Linked DNA regions of Hordeum vulgare: region 2 is linked to region 1. A link is a contact called in public Hi-C data. All regions are on one chromosome and are shown on one strand. Each heading gives the region's core, a stretch centred on a gene start, on an enhancer-like site or on the middle of the called end of the contact. The rest is flanking DNA. Distances are from core to core; before and after follow the strand shown. Region 1 holds the start of LOC123443100 (putative GPI-anchored protein pfl2). Region 2 holds the start of LOC123443103.

The links. A called contact is a pair of places that touch in the nucleus more often than the background predicts.
Region 2: a Hi-C map of seedling shows a contact between it and region 1, with 4 times the contacts expected there. The contact joins the promoter of LOC123443103 here to the promoter of LOC123443100 in region 1. A contact is called at or near these places in 3 of 6 Hi-C or Micro-C datasets (leaf and seedling).

The regions. Positions count from the first base shown.
Region 1 is chr3H:92,038,412-92,043,679 of MorexV3_pseudomolecules_assembly, forward strand. It overlaps LOC123443100 (putative GPI-anchored protein pfl2), which reads left to right and starts at 2,247. Exons shown (of 4, transcript XM_045119359.1): 1 at 2,247-2,432; 2 at 2,523-2,961. The coding sequence starts at 2,257.
Region 2 is chr3H:92,306,601-92,311,868 of MorexV3_pseudomolecules_assembly, forward strand. LOC123443103 reads left to right here and starts at 2,473. Exons shown (of 3, transcript XM_045119362.1): 1 at 2,473-2,636; 2 at 2,730-3,162. The coding sequence starts at 2,611.

The DNA of each region.
Region 1 (5,268 bases), core at 997-3,496:
GCTGATTCGATATATGCACACATGAATGATTAAGGCGGGTTTTGGATCTCCATACAATGAATTTGGATTTAATAGAGGCCCTTGCATTGCGGCAAATCTCGGTGGAGAGGACATAGTTGCGTTCAATTTTCCATTCACTTTGACCGTGCAATGGATTGTTGTCTTTTTAATTAAAACGAAGTTGAGTTTTCGAACATCATATATTTCGAACTTTTTAAAAGTACCGTATACATATATTCATCTTTACACAAAACATGAACAACTTGAAGCTCGTTTGTCTTTCCCTCTATAAATTGATCGCTCAATATTCTACTACATTCATCTCTCTCTATATATATTGTGGAATTTGAAACACACCTTCTCGCACAAGCTATTCCATTCAAGAAAGTGGGATGATGAGTGTTAAAAAAGTGCGATGATGGCTAAAATATATGGTGCAATCTTTTTTGTTGTTTTTCTGCTAGATTCTTTCTTGCAAATAATAACTAAAGTTTTGATGTGTGCAACTAGAAAGTTAGAAGCACGAATGTCGAGATTCTACTATAATGTCACATGTGGATATTTGTAGTGCTCATTCACCTAGCAAAAATGTTTTAAATAGCGGGCTATGTCAAATACCGGTGGACCTCCAAATAAGCTATGACGGAGCTATAGCGGCCTATTTGGACATGAGATCATTTAGCGGCACCCTGCTGAAAAGTCTATAACGAGGCTATAGTCGGCTATTTAAAACTATGAGCAAAATGCACCAACTTTCATGAGCAACAATAGCGTCCCCTAATCTCATGTGTTCGCGTGACTTGCCAGCACATGCACCTAGCAAAATGTCCCATGTATGTTTACCTGAGCACTAACGCCAATGCATAATCTTGGACACTTCCAGCTCCATATAAAAGACATAATGGTACAAGAACATGGAATTTCTCACGACACTTCACTGGACGGGAGGTGTAAATATCTTTTTCCCAGAAAATCATTTTCATCGTATTGCTTTGCTTCTTCGAAATAACAGCACCAGGTTTTGGCGTGCGTAGTTAGAAAGTCATGAGCAATTTCACCAGGCCATAATCTCCTGTAATGGAGTACATGGACACATGAGCCGCACCAAGCCAACTAGCATATACTCCATCCGTTCCTCAATATAAGTCTTTTTAGAAATTTCACTAGAAGACTACATACAAATTTCACTAGAAGACTACATACGAAGAAGAATGAATGTATCTACACTCTTAAGTATGTCTATATACATTCGTATGTAGTACACTAGTAAAAACTCAAAAAAACTTATATTTAAGAGCGGAGGGAGTACATGTGTTTACATGAGCACCATCACTGATTTGTGCAGTCTGGTGCTCCTATGTCCATGGACGATGTTGCCATTGCATCTAGCCAAGTTTCTCATATACGCGTTTAAATGAGCACCATCATTGAATTGTAGCCTTCGAACACAACGAGTGCACCGACAAATGGCAATGATAACATTATTATTGATTGAGATTGCTAACATCGATATTCTCATCGCTATTTAATAGCACACATCTCAAGTTTTACGTGACATACACTTTTTCGGTAGGGAGATGTAAATATAACTTTCTTAGGAAAACAAAACACACACCGTTCAATTTTGGAAGAAAATGGTCACACGTCACACGTTTTTTGCTTGGACAATTAGAATGTCATGAGCACCAAATGTCAAAGAGTAGTCTCGTGAGGTACCAGCGCACTGAAGAACATCATTCTACAGATGTTGATTGTTTTTGCAACAACAAAGAATGTCGTGAGATGTTTCTCTTTCGCAAAAGAATACTGATCATGTGTTAGAAAGTCATGAGTACTAGCATTTGCAAAATATTGCATTTGAATTAAGACAAAAATCTAGATGATCGCAGCAGTTTGCGAGTATTCTAGGCAGAGAATGGTGCGCCCAACATTTTGCACCTAGTCGCTCGCTATCACATGATGCGGTCCGGCGAACGATTGTGCCACGTCACCAACCACAGGAATAAAAGGAAAAAACAATTTAGTCGCTGTCCATCACCTGTCGCCGTCCGCAGTAGTAAATGGGACGTGGGCCTCTCGCGCACGACACTGGCGCCAGCAAGGCATTAAATAGATATAATATCGAATAATTAATGAGGTACCAAAAATAAAGGTGGGGAGAGCGGGAAAGAGTAGATTATTCGCCTCGATGCTATCAAAACCTTGCCTCGAAGTATTAACTCCGTATCGTAATTGCTGCATCCTTTAGATAGATATATGCTGGAGTACACGACCTCCCTTTCCAACGCCCGCCGCTTTCCTCTCCTTCCTTCCTTCCAGTCTACTCCTCCTCATCTCCCCCCTCCCAAAAAAACTCGAGAAATCGCAGGTAGATTTGCGCGGAGGGGGCACGCCGACGTCGCATCCATGGCCGCCGCCGCGTTCTCCATCAGGTTAGTGTGCGCGGCCTCGTCTCGTCGGCCTTTATGGTGGTCGTGTATGCGGTTTTTTTTTCCTGATCTCCATTTGCGATTTGTCCGAAGGGGATACGCGGCGAGCATGAGGGGTGAGGCGGCGGCGGAGGGTCGGCGTCCCTTGGGCATCGAACATCTCCCGGCTATAGAGGCGCCGAGGTTTCGGTGGTGGGCGGACGAGTTGGCCTCCGCCATGGCTACTGCTGCTGCGTCGGCGGCGGCAGTGGCGCCGTCCCCGAGGAGGTCGCCAGGGAAGGCGAAGCCTCCGAAGAAGAGGTCCATCTCTGACCTCTTCGCCTCGGCGCCCCCCTTGGACGTGTCCCCCGCCGGTGATAGCGGATGCAACGCGCAAACGGAGGTCGACGGCGACGAGGCGCTGTGCGCGATCGTGAGGAGGGCCAAGAAGGAGAGGAAGCGGAAGAAGAGACTGCGGGAGGAGGCGGCAGCGGCTGTCGCGCCGGAGTGCAGCGGAGGGCGAGATCCGGAGGGGAGTTTCGCGGCCACAAAGGTACGTGATGCAGCCCAGCCCAGCCCAAACCCAACACTGCCTGTCTGTCAATGCAATCATGTCATCTACTACTACTACCACTATTGTTCCTACGCTTTTTTTTACCCTGGTTTCATTTTATTTTGATCTGCTTGGAATGGGTAAATGCTTTGCGTGTCCATGAGACGAGGAATCAAAAAATATCTAGTACCCCGTATTAGATTTGGTTGACTTATATGGTTACTATTTGTGGGGAGCAATTAGTTTTACCTTTACATGGGGGCCGTCCCATCGCCTCGCAGGATATTTTATGTAAGGATTGACTGTGCCGAACCCAGTTCCTAATCTGAACCAGGCTTAGGTAGTTCGTCTACGAGGTTGTGTGGATACGTGATAATTGCGGGGCAGGTGCGCGATCATTTTCTGGCTAAGTGCTAAAGTTAGAACGATTATTATTGTGTTTTATTCTGTTGCATCATTACATTTCCTACCTAGTTATTTGTATGCATACACATTGTTATTTCATGCTTAATTTGTGAACCCTGACCGATCATTCAAACTCGGGGCTTTATGACATTTCGTATGATGATTCTAGGGAACTTGGTGAGATGTATACCTGCACCTGTTCATACACTTTGTTAAGACCAATAATAGATATGAGTCCGCTAGATTATGATGACCAGATAAACCAGTGGTGACTGCAGACGAGACAGGCTAGCTGGTACTGCAGCATATGTACCACATCTCATAGTACATGGTACATCGTCACCGTGTTTCCTTTTTCTCACACCATGCGCGGTGGGTTGTGAGCTGCATGCGTACTTGTGTACCTCCTGCACATTTCAGCCGTGTGGACCCACACACTAGACTTTATCATAGGAAACGGACGTGGAGCAAGCACTTACCAAAACCGATATCTTTTGCATTTTTTTTTCTCTTGGATAGGAAACTTCATTACTACATACTCCTCCGTCTCGGTTTATAACTACACCACGATCAAAACGGAAAGAAAAACGAGAGAAATTAGTGTTAATTTATTAATTAATACCATTACATGCAATGAATTGACCACTGCGCCTCAAGTCATTAAAAACATACACGCCTCACGTCTCTTATTGGTTGATTACTTTATTCATGTCAAAAAGCAAGAAACGAGGTGGAAGTTAATGCACTGCGCCTAAGTGTTTTGTGATTATTTGGTTTTCGTAAATGGAGGGAGTACCTTGTATGTTTATTACTATCTATTTTTTCTTAAAACCAAATATATAATCTGTCAATCTATTTAAGCACTTGATATATAGGTGGTGTTGAAATGTTTCAGGACACCTTTGAGCATGCATAGAAATTGTGTTCAGTAGATGGTGGTAGTTTCCAATATGTCGAAGTCGAGCTGTCATCATATGTTTGACATGACGCATGGTCTGCTGTTTGTACTCTTTTATGGAGTATTCCAGTAAAAATATCTAGTTGACCAGATTAATAGGATATAAGTCTTAAGAGGGTGTGGTTGAGGCCGGATGTTTGAAGTAATGTTTGAATGTAAACTTTATGTCTCCACGTATGATATATAGTGTCTGAAGTTCTCTATCTGGCATAATGCATTAACATTTAATATCGAGGTAATTATCATAATATTGTTGACCATCACATGCATATATATATATAGAAGGCTCATCATGTGTTGCACCCTTTAAGATTTTGTAATTCATCTTGTTTCAATATCTAAGGATCATGTTGTGAAATTGATCTTTAACTTTCATCACTCAATTATATTCTTCTATGAGCAGCTTGTTAAAAAAACATTATTTTTTGTTCAATTAATAGTTATTCTTATCTTCTACAACAATATTTGTAATTGAGGAGGGTGAGTCCCTGCATCGCTCCCATGTGAGCCACTCGGGCGGACACAACCCTTCCTGCTGCAACCGAAGGATACCTCATCGCGATGCCCTGCTGGCCGATTGACAGCGGTGGCAGGGACACTGTTCGCTGCACAGAGTGACTCTCAGGCACGGCATGGAGTTGCTATGTGGTCTATGTTGGCAGCAAATGTGTTGCTGCTTGGATCCGCTGTGACCGGCTATGTTTGCCTGCTACCCAGCAGGTGTAGATCGCCGTGCTGGATGCTGGCTGTGGTGTGGCAGGAAACCACCGCATCTTCGCGACTTCTCTCACTTTAATCCAAATCGAGGCCTCCATGATCTGCCGATGGCTACTTACAGCCCGCGCTTGGCATGCTGCCCATCCAATGGCTGTGTGATGGCTGCACGCATCGTCTCTTGCTCACACCCCCTGCACCTTCCCTAAAGCTCAATCCATCCCGAATGT
Region 2 (5,268 bases), core at 1,223-3,722, 270 kb after region 1:
TGTACTTATGATTGACATCGTGACTTGATGAGGTGGCATGATTTGCATGGCTATATTAATGCAAAATAGTAACTTATGAGTACATGTGAGAAATAGTTCAGATTGTAACTTATGGCTTGATCATATGCCTATAAATGATTGAAGTGATTTGGAATCACGCATGCGAGAAAATTATAGTAGTGAGGCTAGCTATTTAGATATTGAAGAATCCTCATATTGAAGATGAGGATTCTCTTTTGAGCTCGTTATACTTGCGGATGATTCTCGGTATCCATACAATTAATCTTGATTAATATGAGGCTCTTCAATGCTCCAATGCAAATATCGGCTAGGAAGGTTCTAGTGCATCCAATGGTGCACACTTTGTCTGTACTATGGGCAGGGGCGGCCACAAAAATACAGAAATAAGGGGTTGAGCTTCGGATATTCAATTCAGATCTTGGAAGCATATGCTCCGTGTTTCATGGAAAATATATGCCAAGAAATATGAAAAACATAAACATGTTTATGTTCATATACAAATGCTATCTGCAATTTTTTTGGGAGGGGATGATTTAACCATTTCAATCTATGGGAAAAATCATTTTGAACGCCAATATTTTGGCAATTTAAGACCATTAAACTTTGATTTTCTTTTCATGGATGAAACACTGCTATTCCTTTTCGCATGAAAATTGTCAAGCACCCTTTGAATACTAATACGAACATCAACAAAACAAATCATATTTTTAAACATTTTACTATTTATATCGAATTTGTTGTTCATCCAAGAGCAAATGCTCCCCAGAGCTAAAGCAATTTGCCTTGGGCCTAGTTGTGCTAGGATTATTCATATTTTAATAGTTTTCTCAAAAGTTATGCATGTATACCCGTTTGAGAACTTGGGCTGGATTAGGATTATAGCCATCCTAGCCCAGGCTAGGCCCGGCAAAATATTAACCATTGTAATCATGTAACTTATCTTGTACCCCACTATTGGAAACAATCATGTGTATTGCGTTATTCGCTACTTGATCTTCACACACAACTGTTTTGAACTAAAATGAGGCAAGACTTGAACTTTCCCTTTGGTATTCTTTGGTCCCTATTACTTCTAAATTCGATTTCCCTTTCTATGATTAATTAAATTAATAAGTATACATTACATGGCGTTTAAGTGCCAGGGGATGATCCCATACGCATACTGGTAATTAGAGGAATTAGAAGGAGGGCACACCATGCAGACTGCGGAATTCATGGCCTTATGCAATGGACGTCGAATTACTGACTAGGGATGGAGGGAGATTTGTGAGGGTGAGACGCCGAGTCACACATGTATGCTAGCTACTTAGGCCGATCACATCGAGACAATGGCATGGGGGCGTCAAAGTCAAATTCGTGAAGAGAAAAATGTACAAATTTGGTAGGGATGTTTTTTAGTGGGCCTATGCCTTATGTACGAATTTGTCCCGAGGGGTAGATAAAAACCAGCTTAGGAACCTGAGGGAACTGAAGGTTTTTCGAAGGAAAAATTTGAGGCTAGGGGTTATCACGCCTAATGGGCTGAAGAGCTAGTACTTAGCGGGCCCTGCAAATTGGATGTTCTGTTTCATCGACAGGATGGGCCAAGCCTGGTTAGTGCCATCACATATCCCCAATTATAATATATATGTGTTCATATGAAGAATAACACAAAATCACCGTTTCTTGTGTTAGCGTGCGTAGTGTGCATGCCAACATATGTGGTTAACTGGACCATATAAGTTTTCGCACGTGTTCGAAAATTGAACTATAGTAGTAAACAGTAACGACACCTAGCGAACTATCATATTTACTCCTTTTAACTTTAGGATCAGCTTTTAAGCCTCTTTCTCAAACAAACAAATTGCAAAACTATACCGATTATGCGTTTGTGGATGAGCACAAAATACAAAAACATAGTCTAAGACACTACTAACACATGTAGCCAACCATCACATTTACACGTTTTAATTTAGGATTGCCTTTTTGAGCCTCATTTCCAAAACGAGCAAATAAAAAAAAAGAATAACCATGCATATAGCCCTATAAACAGCTAAGATTGTACTTTTGAAAGAAAACAGAAATTCACATGTGTTGCTTGAATGGGGTATAGGGGGGCTGAGTTGTGCGGCCCCACCGCGCAACAGTCGTTATCACATGATGACGCCCTCCGGCGAACCGAAGACCGTGATAGTGCAAGTTTACCTGCCATACAGACACAAAAATAAAATAAAGCAAAACAAATTGTCCGCTGTCCATCACCGGTCGCTGTCTGCAGCAGTAAATAGATATTGGCCACCGGGCACGACACCGATGCCAGCCAGGACATTAACTGCTGAAAAATCAATAAATTGTACCCAAAATAAGAGGTGGGAAGAGCGGGAAAAAAGTAAAATATTCGCATCGATCTCATCGAAGGCCACCTCGAATATTAAATACCATACGGTAATCGCCATCCTTTAAATACTTAGCTGCCTTTCCCTGCACCCACCCCTTTCCTCTCCCCTTCCTTCCTTCGAGTCTACTCCTTCTCCTCTCCCCCCAAATCACCAAACCCGGTGCGAAATCGGACGCAGATTTGCGCCGAGGAAGCGCGTAGACCCCGCGTCCATGGCCGCCGCCGCGTTCTCCATCAGGTTCGTGTTGAGGCACCGCGCCATCTCGTCGGTATTACGGTAGTTGTGTTTGTGTTTACCTTTTCCTGATCTCCGTCCGTGATCTGTCCGAAGGGAGTATGCGGCGAGCATGAGGGGCGGGACGGCAGCGGAGGGGCGGCGTCTCTTTGGAATCGAGGATCTCCCTCCTCTCAGGGCGCCGAGGTGCCGGTGGTGGGCGGACGAGGTCGCCTCCACCTTGGCAGCTGCAGCTCCTGCGGGGTCCCCGAGGAGGGCGCCAGCGAAGGCCAAGCCGCCGAAGAAGCGATCCCTTTCGGACCTCTTCGCCGCGTCACCTCCCTTGGCTCTGCCCCCTGCCAGTGATACCGGATGCAAAGAGCAAACGGAGGTCGACGGCGACGAGGCCCTGCGCGCGATCGCGAGGCGGGCCAAGGAGGAGAAGAAGCGAAAGAGGAAACGCCAAGAAGAGGACGAGACGGCGGTAGCGGCTGCCGCGCCGGAGAGCAGCGGAGGCCGAGAGCCCGAGGGGAATTTCGCTGGCAGAAAGGTACGTGGTCCAGCCCAACCCAAGTCTTCGCTGTGTGCCAATGCAATGATACCACGTCTGCTATTATTCCCACGTATTTTTATTTATTTTTACCTGCTAAGAATTGATGGAATGGTCGGTTCAGGTTTTGATTGATTTGCTGGACAGTAGGAAGATGGTTAGATGCTTGCTAGCTCCATGTTATTAGATTTTGGTTGTCTTATTACCACGCTATTAGTAGTATTTGCAGATAATGTGATTGCTATTTGTGGATACATTTTGTGTGGCCAATTAGTTGTGGTTCTATATACATGGGACCGACGCATGGCCTCGCAGGATATTTTATGCAACGATTCTGTATAGATGTGCCGATCCCAGTTCCAAATCTGCATAGTTAGTCCGTCAATTGCTGGCAGGTGCATGACGATTTTCTGGCAAAGCCTATACGGGGCTTGTGCTAACTGCTAAAATTAGAACGATCATTGTGTTTTCTTGGTACATTTGCTACTTCTTTACTATCTATATGTGGAAATATTGTTATTGCATGCTTAATTTGTGGACTTTGGTCGATTAGTCCAAGTCAGGGAAAGTGACATTCGTGTGAGGAACTGAGGATTATATTATGACCGCCAATAATCAACAAGAATCCGGTAGAAATATATGATGACCACGAAATCAAACCACTAGTGGTAGTGTACCCTAGACAGGCTAGCTGGTACTGCAGCATAGATGTACCTTATCTTTTAGTACATGTATATATGTTGCCTTCCAACACCATGCACGGTGAGTTGCGAGGTGCCTACTTGGTCTCCCTCCTCCGGATTTCAGTCGGGTCAAGGCTCATACACGTGGGATTATCATAGGACGGGGACGTGGAGCGGGAGTTTGTACTTCATTGATATCTGCTGCATTTCTCTTGGATAAGTGGCTTATGTATCGACCTGTCTTATTATATGCTAATGATAGCCGTTCTTAATACAACTGTTAAGCATGCATCCAAGCAATGTTTCGAAGAGGGTGGTGGTTCCCAATATGCTTCACATGATCCATAATCTAGTATTGCTTGACAGGATCCATATTCCATAGTCTATTATTGTACTGTTTTGGGGACTACAGTAGCAGCTTTGTGTAGTACTTGCAAAAAATTTATATACGTATGTGTTAAAAACCACATTATTCCTACAGTTCCATATAGCCCAAAGAAGTGCACAAACTTCAATACGGATGTGTCTAACAATAATCGTGTCAACTCCATCTAGCCACGTTCCAAATAACGTGTCCATGCTATCCGAAGGCATAATATTAAAGGCTATACGAATCGTCTGCCAAAGAATTCTTGCAAGTGGACATCGGAGAAAGAGGTGTTTAATGTTCTCCTCATTATCACAGAAGCTACGTAGTGTACCCCCCAATTACGTATAGCTAAATTATCCTTAGTTAGAATCACATTCTTGTGCACAAATCACATGAAGACTTTGATCCTTAAGAGTATCTTGACTCTCCAAATATTCATAGACTTGGCGATGCTAGTTGTATCAATAAGATTCAGATACATTGATTTGACAGTAAATATTCCGCTATTCGTAAGCTTCCAATGCACCCTATCAGACTCTTTTGATAACTGGACATCCATGAGTCTCCTCACAAGGTGGAGCCAATCCTCCCAGCGATGTCCAATCAATGATCGTCGGAATTGGATACTTAGAGGATTTGACTGTAAAATTGTGGCTACGTACGCGCGTCCTTACGTTGCACAATATTATAGAGAGCTGGATATTGAATGGCTAGAGGCATCTTTTCCAGAATCTCGTTCCCTCACCATTTCCAATAATAAATTTAGTTCTATGAAAAAAGGTTGACCTTATTCTCATCAACCCTTTCCAAAATGGTGAATAATTGGATCTGACATTTACCTCGGCTAAGGTTTTAGAATGTAGGTACTTTATTACGCAAAATTTGTACCCACATACCTTCTGTCTCTACAGAAAGTCTGAACAGCTACTTACTCAGCACACATCTATTCTTTACCTTTAAATTCTCAATTCCCAGACCTCCTTGGTCTTTGGGCCTACAAATAATGTACCATTTAGCTAATCTGTATTTCTTCCTATCATCATCACTCTGCCA